2 separate regions of the Drosophila melanogaster genome follow, and region 1 is linked to region 2. A link is a contact called in public Hi-C data. All regions are on one chromosome and are shown on one strand. Each heading gives the region's core, a stretch centred on a gene start, on an enhancer-like site or on the middle of the called end of the contact. The rest is flanking DNA. Distances are from core to core; before and after follow the strand shown.

Region 1 (4,882 bases), core at 264-2,763, 210 kb after region 2:
AAAGAATAACGAACAGCCACAAAACAAAAAAAAAAAACAAGAATGAAAAGCTTGGGCTTCAAGTCGAAGATGGAAGTACTCTAGATCTCTTGTAGTCAGACTGATCCGGTGGGTAACAAACTACCTTTACTCAAATTCCCTTACACCATAGGCTTGTCAATAGAGAAATTTTCAAAATTTGTCCCAGGAGTGGCATGTACTTTTTTTGAAACCTACAAACCTTTTTTAATTCTTCCCGTTGTATCCCAAACAGGGTATAGCAGACACCACAACGCAAAGTACACTCAAAGAAATCAAAGGCTGTGCGAGTTGTTCCCATCGAAACCCCGCCTCACCGGAATGTCTCGCCCAATTTCTACCCCTGCCCCACCACTTCCCTGACTTCAGTCAACAAGTTATGTCCATGGCAAGACGACCCGACCCCGACCCCTTGACTCTCCAATTCTGAGTCTTCGACTTTTGGCCGGGTCTTCAGGGGCGTAGCGAGGGTTTGGCACCGGGGCACAACTTCGATCATCATTATATAGTCTTTTGGTTGTGTTTAGTTACGATTTTTATATCATTTAGACTTTTTTCCATATAATCTAAATTTTGTTTTCTGTGGATTTTTCTAAGTAGCCCCTTGGACGAACTGGTTAAAACCTTACTTGGCTTACACTGATCCCCGCCCTTTCGTGGGGCGTGTGTATGCCGCATATTTGAAGCAAATGATGGTTGAAGAGGTGGAGGAGGGGAAATGAAAAGGAGGAAATCTAAAGAAGAGAAAAAGAGGGAAGAGGGAGCAAAAAGAATCCAGCAAATCAAGCTCACATTATGCTGAGGAATGCGCCCAAGTGACGATATCGTAGCAGCAGAGGACGCCGATAGAGGCAGAGTCTTCAGACCCTCAAGTTCCGATTCCGATTCTCCCTCGTCCAGTGCATCTGTATCTGGAGTTTTGCCCAGAGAGTTTATTTATAAGATAGTCGCATCGATGGCTAGCGCAGGGATACTGAAAGCTAGATTTGAATCCAATAGGCTTCCGCCATAGTTTGGCAAAAAGTGAATGCCAAAAGATAGAACTCATAATGTAATTGTAATATACAATGTAAACTACAAGATAGCATGTGATAAAAAGCAGAATTAGAAAGAAAGGTACCTTTGTTAAAATTCTCATATGCATTTTACTTAAATCTGCTATCCTAACAGGGTATCCTTTAAGCCCTTGAGAATCGGAATCGTCGTCTCGCGAGATAAGCCATTGGAATTCCACTACTCACACGGACGCACACACTATGTAGTTGGCTACTGGGATTCTCCTTTGAAGTTTGTTTTTCTTTTATTGCTTATTGCTATTTACATTTTCGTAGCCGTTGTTGTTGTTGCCATCGGGTTTGTGTATCGCTGTGTGCGCTTCTTTCGAATTCGAATTCTCTCTTGGGCTCTCTTTTCGTTAAACGCGGCTTCGTTAAGTTTTAACGAAATCTCGACTCGATCTTCGTTGTGTTCGGTTTCGCTGAGCAGGGGCAAAATCAGTATATCGCTAAACGTCAACGGTAACCGAACAGATCGTCGGGACAGCAAAGCATGTGCTTTCCACTGGGAAATATAAATTCGGTTTAATGAATTTATTCGAGACCTAACATTCGGAAAAGTTGTTCTTCAGATCTTAAATGCACACCGCACGCACACCAGATCGCCCAGACACACACAGAGCTACACAGATTCAGTTGCTTAAAGTGAAGTTCGGTTTTCACTGAAACAAAAACAGCGCGCTTCGTTTTCGCACTCGCCTCAATTACAAAAGTGATTTTTGTTGGTGTTGGTGCAACTAGTTCTGATTTTGGGAAAACGCGCCTTAAAACCACGAAAATATCTACGACTAGTAGTGTAAAAAAGCTGAAGTCAACTCCGAAAAGTTGGTGCTGGTCAAAAAGAAAAAATTCAGCCGCAACAACAACTGCCCACTGGAAACTACAACTACAACAAATAAAGCAGTCAGCAACAGCAAAAACAACAACCCAGCAAACGGCATTCTTTCGCGCAACAACAACGACTCCACGCACACAGATACTCTCAGTTGCGCTCGCCCGCGTGTGCAATTGTTCTGGTGTTAGTGAGTTTTGATTAAAGTATGTGCGACGCTGGAATGCGACCCGATCGCTGTTGACTGCGCAGTCGCAGCGCGCGTCGTGGAAGTGGAAGAGGTCAGAAAGTAACAACAACGAAACGAAAATTTTACTGTTAGGCACTTATCGATAGCCAAATCAATAGATCGGTTTTAAGAGTGCACGAAGAGTGAGCTTTAGTTAAACAAAACTACCAAACCAAAATTAAAAAGCCAGTTATTGTGGATTACGCGAAACCGAAACAGAAGCAGATACAGATACAGCATTAACAATGCCGACTTCTGCAGCGGCTTAAGGTAAGAAAAGGACAGATACACGTGCAGATATAGAGTGGTGTACCCATATGGGGCCATTTCCCCGGAATTTTAATGACTCCCTGAAAACGGCAAACAAAACAAATGCCAGCAAATTTCTTATCTGTCAACCATAAAATCGCCAACGTCCAACGATTGTTTAACATTTCGTTGTTGTCGCCAGCTTTTTTCTTTAAATTTTTTTTTTTGCGTCCCGCTAAGAGTCAAAAATTCAGCGAATTGTGCAATTAACCCATTTCGGGCCATGGAATATCAAATGTCAGTCAAACTTGACACTCTACGGAGGGTATATTGAAATGGGGAAGCTGTTTAGAGTACTATTGTGTCAAATATATATGTACATTCACATGTGCATACATATGTAGTTATATAGTAGGCCTGACCGACTTTTTAAATACCGGTCACATTTAATTAATTTTTTTTGACATTTTCTATGCGGCCCTAAAGTATCTTTGCACAGGGTTTCACTTATCTCGGGATCCAATTTCCAAGTGAGCTAGTCAATTTGATAGGTTCTATGGCTAATAGGCGACTTAAACGGTTGTCAGAACGATCGACGGCGATGCAATTAAGTGAAAATGGAAGCTCCACAGAGTTCTATTGTTATTCCCGGGTTTGGAATTTCAACCGTCCATCGGGATCCCTGGAACAATTGCTGAAATCAGAAACCGCTTGGCAATCAGACATCTTGAATGTAAATCAGCGAAAGATAAACAAACGGGTGAAAACACACGCTTTGGGTATCAGTCGATAAGCTTTAAGCGGTTAAACGCTAATCGTTAAACGATTTTGCCACCAGGCAATCATATACATATGGGTAACTGTATCTGCGGACAGACGTATCTATATCTCGGCAAGTACACATGTATTCCCCGGATCGTAGTTTTAGTTCGCTTGTGGTTTTTTCGATTGAGCACTGACGTCTACATCTCCATCTCCGTGCGTATCTCTTGATCTCCACATCACACTTGACCTCAGGCAATGGGCTTTTGCATTGAAGCTGACAACAGCAACAGCAATGATCATACAAACTCAAAATATTAATTTCGTAAACTGAAATTCCTGCACGCAGTTGATATGCGTGTGCGAACATTGAAAACTCTGGTTGCTCATTGCCTCGAACAATTCAGGCAATTAAAATGTACAACAAATTAAACAAATTTCGAATGACAATCGGAGTCGAGGCTGGCTCAGAGATATAGAGGATACACTAATGAACGACCTTCGAGGATTAAAAAAATGTACTTATCTCTATGCTCGTAAAAAAATATTGTTTCAACAACATATTGCCAGATAGGCAAAAACTTAAAAGCCTCTTTACTTAGAATTGGTCAAAGAATTATTCTAGCCATAATCAAAATACCTTAAACTTTAGAATTATTGGTTACTCGTATTATAGCGCATTCATTTAACCCAAGATACCCTGTATGGACTGCTAATTTTTCTACGGTATTATGGCAGCATAGTTTCGCACGCCTCCGATTTGGCATGCGGCACACGTTGCGGCTTCTTTTTTGTTTTTGTATCTTGCTGTTTGCTGCTCTCATTGTGGAGGCCATCGCCTCCGCCACCGTTACCACCTTCGTTCGCCCAGTTGGGCATTTCGCGTCTGCGGGGTGTGGTGCGCAGTGGAGGAGAGTGGTGCGATGTGGTGCGATTTTGTGGTGCCTAGCCAACTGAAGCCGAGCGACGACGTGTGGGCTGCTTTCTTTTGGCCCACTCCGCCCTGGCTGCTCCTCACAGCTATCCAGCCAACCGAGCAAGCGACCATTTTCATTATTATCATCGGCGGTCGGCGGGGACATTTCACGCATTTCAAAGACATCAAATTGTTTGGCCATAACTGGCACAACAAGTGGAATTCCGCAGCTCGGAATTCGGCATTTGCCGCTTTGCTGTTTTATTTCTCAGTCGCTTGTTCCCTGATTTCTGTTTTCTCCTATTCGATATTCGCAGTTTGGCAAAGAGACGACGAGTTATTTGGCGATTTGATGGCACACTAAGCCCGGCATACAGAAAACTGCTTTCATAATTACTTGCGATGATTTCAATTCAAAACAATATATATTATCCACATAATGCTTTAAAGGTGTCTGGAGTTCGCGAATTTAAAACACCGTGTGCTTTATGAGGTACACCCAAATTGATGGCTCTTTACATAATTTGCGTCATTAGGCAATTTCAACAATCGTTCCGAAAATGGGCATTTCGGGGACTTTTTACCCCTGATCAGCCAGAAATCGGCTGAGCCAGAGGCAGAGGCTGAGGCTAAACTCATTTGCGCGACAACACCCGGGAGCCACACCCCTTTCGGAATACCACTTGTGGGCCCCGTTTTGAATGACGCGCATCCGCCGCGTTGGCCAGCGTGTGAAAATGCCAGCAAACAGATTCGAACTGAACTATTTCTGGCCGTCCCATTGACGCCAGTTGCCGTTCTATCGGTAATTAAAAGGCCCA
Region 2 (4,873 bases), core at 1,474-3,973:
ACCTGGGGAACTCCCGAGGAAGTGGATGCAGCGGACGCCGAGCTGGCAACTTGCTGCATGTGGGAGGTCTGCAAGTGCTTTGTGACACCTTGGTCCGTTGTTATGGTAATGACATCGGGTGTTGTGGAGCGACGTTCCAAACTGCTCAAGTGAGGAATGGATTCGTGAAGAGCAATGCTTAGATCAGTGGCCCCCTTGCAGGTTGCAAAGGCACTGTATTTACTATCCACAGGCCAATTTCCTGACTCAACGCAAGCGACAATGTGCGCAATACGGCGTTCTAACGCAAAATCCTTAAACCATCGGATCATGCACATTTCAAGCTTTGGCTTCTCCAACTTTTGCTGCTTAACAGTTGCCGGTTGAATCACTTCCAAGTCCGGAAAGCGGGCTTTAAGTTCTGCTGCCTGCTTCTTGCATTCTTCTTCTACTGCTTTCTCTTTTTCCTTCATCACCTCGTCATCATCGGGATCTGAAGGACCAGCCACCAGGTCGAGTATGTCTTGGTCGCCAGTGGATTTTTTGGGCACAGCTACTTCGGGTTCGAGGACAGTTTCAGATTTTTCAGAGGGCTCTGATTCTATACTCGATTTTTCCAGTTTTTCCGTTTCTTCTTTTTGTTCCTCAGCCTTTTCATATGAGTTTTCACCCTTCTCTTCCTCAACCTTTTCAACAACCTTGTCTTCACATTCCTTTTCGGGCGATTCCGAATCCCCAGAACAGTTTTCTTCTGTATTAGGGGCAGCTTCATCTGCCTCCATTTCTGACACTTTACCATCAGGAACTGCAGGGGAACTTGGCTTTTCTTCTGAAAATTTCTTATCCTCAGCATCACTGCATTTCTCAGGCGAACCTTCCTTCTCACCATTTTCGGCAACGGGCAATTCCTCAACTTCCATTTTATCTTCGCTAGGTTTGCTATCTTCAATTTCTGGAACCAATGTTTCAGTGCTAGACTTATCCTTATTCAAATTTGTAGATTCGTCCAGTGCTTCCTTTTCCGTGGTTTCTGGATTAAAATCCTCTTTACCCTTTATCTTTGTACTCTCTTCAGCATCTGAATTTTTATCTTCGAGATTATCAGCAGTATCATGCTTTTCAGGACTCTCTTCAGATTTAATTTCTTCTTTTATGGGAGTAACCGGCGATTCTTTCTTTATGACACTCTCATTAGTCATGAGCTCATCATCAAGGTCTATGACCTCATTCTTCACGGAAGCTGCCTTTTCTGCTGCCGCCTTTTCAGTCGCCGCAGCTTTTTCAGTTGCAGCATCTTTTTCAGCTGCCGCTAACTTCTCTGCCTTTTCAGCATTGAAAGCCTCCAGTTTGATAGTACGTTGAATCTGAGCTTCTAGTTCTCGAATAAAACGCTTCTCTGACTCTCCAAAACTAAAGTTTGGATCGTTAAAGATAAAGGTTTCGGAGCGATAAAGTCCGTGCTTGAGGACGGCTGTAATCAATTCCTTGTCGTGTCGACCGGGCTCCCACCAATCTGGAGTATCCGCATTCTTGGTGCAGAGTTTTAAGCGTTCCTCAAGCATGGGATTCCGAGCGACTTCTCGCAATTTGGCAAGAACTTCCAAGCGATCCAGTATGAGCTTGGCGTGTTCCTTTTCGATTTCTTCGATGATACCTTCTAAGCCGCGCTCCGATTCAGAGAGCTTTAAACCCGCCTGTCGTTTACACATGGCCACAAATACCTTATAATAGTCCGTCAGTGTTTCATCGCTTTTTCTCTCTAGGTGAGCCATCTGTTTGAACTTGGTCCAGTCGGGCGAAAGGGAACTTCCATTAGAGGAAGCCATAGGTGTTGAGACGTGTAGGTCCACACCATACCCGGTAAGAACTCTAAGAAATTCGTATTCTTCCCGGCGGTTCCATTTTTTGGGAATGAGCTGCAGCCGTTGGGACTCGCGCTCCTTCGCCGCCAGTTCCATCTTTCCCTGTCGCTCCATTTTCTGTAAAAATTACCGAAAATATAAAATATTTATTATAAATATTTTCGTTAAAACAATAATAAATTTTATCTTGCAAAAACATGGTGCAAGTCTTAGAGTCATAGAATTAACATATTTTTAAGTTAGATTTTTAGTTTGATTTTGCAATAACCAAAAGTAAATTTTTTATAAAAAGCATAGAACCCCAAAGTACAAAGGTACTGCACGTATCGAAACATAGTCTGTCTGACCCCAAGTATTTGAGGTGTTCGTCAATGTCCACAAAATATATTGGTAATAAATAAATATATCGAATTAATAACCATCTATGCAAGTATAAAAAATGTTTAAATCAGGCCATTCGAATGTTATCAAAACTTAACTACTATTTAATTAAAAATAAAGTAAGCATTATATTTTTTTTAAATAATTCTTTTCAATAATAGTATATTTCAAAAAATTTTTACAACAGAGAAGCATATTTCTACATATCAGCTCAGCGAAATAGAACACCCCATATGTGATGTGCACATTTTGCAATGCAAATTCATTACGAATATTTTCCAAATTAGCTTGAAAAAATATTTAAACGACCCTTTGCATTGCACCACCCATCACTGCGTCCCCAGGGGTTGGGATCACACAGCGCGACTGTGTTGGTGGTGATGTGGGGTGGCCACGTTACGACACCTTCCCTCATCACTATAATCATCAGCACATAGCAGGCTCCTGGCTTTCGAATTACACACAAATTTTTGCGAAAAGCAAAAAGGGAAAGACATAATGCGAATGACACGCGCATATAGAAAATAAGAGCGAGACAAAGGCTCAAAAAAAGAGAGAGGAGACCGAAACTGGAAAAACAATAAAATCATAATAATAAAAGTAAAAAATCCATTTTACACCCCTAATAACGCTTCGGCCGGAGGACAGAGGCCAAAAGGCGACAGCAACAGAGAACGACGTGGAATCGGAACACGGAACAACCAGCAAGCCGCACCAAGCAATGGCGCTCAAAAGTAAGGGGCATGCGAAGGTGATTTCAAAAATAAATAGAGACAAACAAATGAATCCTGTGAGACCAATTGCACGCGCCACAGCCAAGGAAGTTCATACACTCCCACTCACCCACACTTACTTTATGCGCTGTTTGGTGCGTCGATTTAAACTAAAAATAATAGGTGGCACACACTGCTGCAAGGGCTAGAAACAGAAGCAAACGTCACGCAAATACACAAAATTGTAAGCCGTCCTAGGGGTCAACATAGTAACAGCCATTGGATTTACGGCTGCCAAATATGCGGTTCATTCCAAAGTCTTAATGTTATAATTTGAAAAATATAAGGAGTAAATAGTTATTCTATCCTTTGATTGAATTTACATTAGTTTCTATCTTTATCGAGGTAAATGGGCACAACGAATTTGTCTTCTTTTCTAAATATGTACATATAATAAAAAAAATTGGCATACATGTATGTATAAATGCGTAACCTAACTGAAAACGTTATGGAATCCTTCCTGGAGCGAATCCAAAAATTAAAATGATGCCAAGTGGCGCCCAGGTTGGCAACTCTGTATACGGTGTATCCTTGTGATTCCATGCCTCTGTTTGTACTGCTAGGCCTCCCTCCCCTCCTAACCAACCATTGCTTGCAGGCTACGAACGATGGTATAACGAAATCCGAAAAGGGGACAAACAAAAACAAACGACAAAAGAAGATAACACGACAGCGACTCGAGGCCTCTTCTTTCTTCCCTTCTCGCGTACTATACATTTGGCTCTCGCTCGCACTCACTCCGCCTCTCTATCACTCGTTTTCTCCGCACCGTTCCACCATCGCATTTACACTACACAAGTGCGAGGCGACTTGAGCGATTGATTATGAATATTAGTAGAACCGCTGGCTATGAACATGGCTACAGGCTTGGAGGCGGCGGTAGGTAAATAGCAATAGGGTAAATAAAATAGAGAACGCGGAGCAATAAACAGCCGCGCAAAAAAGAATTTGAGTGAGTGCACTTAAAAGGCAATAAATAGATATAACCGTTGCACAAAGTGGTTTTTAAGAAATTGATTAAGAGTAGATCAATTAAATAATAATAATACTTGAAACCACATTGGCCTACAAATTCATTTAAAAGATCACATTAAGATTCTATCGTACAACAATTCAGTCGTGAATTAAAAATTATTTTTAATTTTCTTTATGTTTATATTATCAGTAATTTTATTTTGAAACGGTTTAGTGTGGACCTGCCTTACCAATAACACCTACTTGCAACATGGAATTCTCTCTCTCTCTACCCCTCACAAGCGCACACAACTTCCCAACCTAAACCCTATTAAACCCTAAAAGGGGCAACGTGAACGCTTTTTGTTCATGTGAAATTTATAGGCTTAAATTTATTGTTTTGTATTTCCACTCGCTACAGACCGAATTACGAGCGAGAGGGCCAAATGATCCCCCTCCTCGTCGTCTGTCCCACTCTTTTTGGGTCTCGTTCACTTTATCTTGACTAACTGCATGCACACATTCTTTGCATATTCTCTCTGCATTTTTGCATTCTCATTTTAATTAGGAGACGCATCATGTCCATGCTTGCAATTTCGCATCGAAATATTTGTATTTTTTGCTTTTACCTCCAAATAAATGCCTTTTCCATTGTTTATTGTTGGCGGTATCGTCGTTGCAGTTGTTGCTGCAATTTGTGAAGATTTGTTAAGATGCTCGCAGAACGCCGAGAAGCTGCTGAAGTCCATGGGTTTAATAACCTCCATTTTCGAACACACGGCAATATCACAGACTCACTGGTAATCAAGAATATATTGGCAAAATCGAAGCTTTACGCTTTCGTCATGATTATTGATTTCAATTAAGCACTAATTATCATTCATTGCGCCTCAATGACAACTATTTGCATTGTTGTTGTTGCCT

The links. Hi-C and Micro-C count contacts between places; a contact is called where the count stands out from the background.
Region 1: a contact with region 2 is called in a Hi-C map of the Kc167 cell line, with 2.7 times the contacts expected there. The contact joins the promoter of ex here to the promoter of lncRNA:CR44220 in region 2. A contact is called at or near these places in 6 of 107 Hi-C or Micro-C datasets (the D17-c3 cell line, the Kc167 cell line, the ML-DmBG3-c2 cell line and 2 more).

Annotation. Positions count from the first base shown.
Region 1 is chr2L:429,714-434,595 of dm6, forward strand. It overlaps ex (expanded), which reads left to right and starts at 1,514. Exons shown (of 6, transcript NM_057492.4): 1 at 1,514-2,404.
Region 2 is chr2L:216,928-221,800 of dm6, forward strand. It overlaps lncRNA:CR44220 (long non-coding RNA:CR44220), which reads left to right and starts at 2,724. Exons shown (of 1, transcript NR_073674.1): 1 at 2,724-3,123. kis (kismet) reads right to left here. Exons shown (of 18, transcript NM_078717.3): 13 at 1-1,958.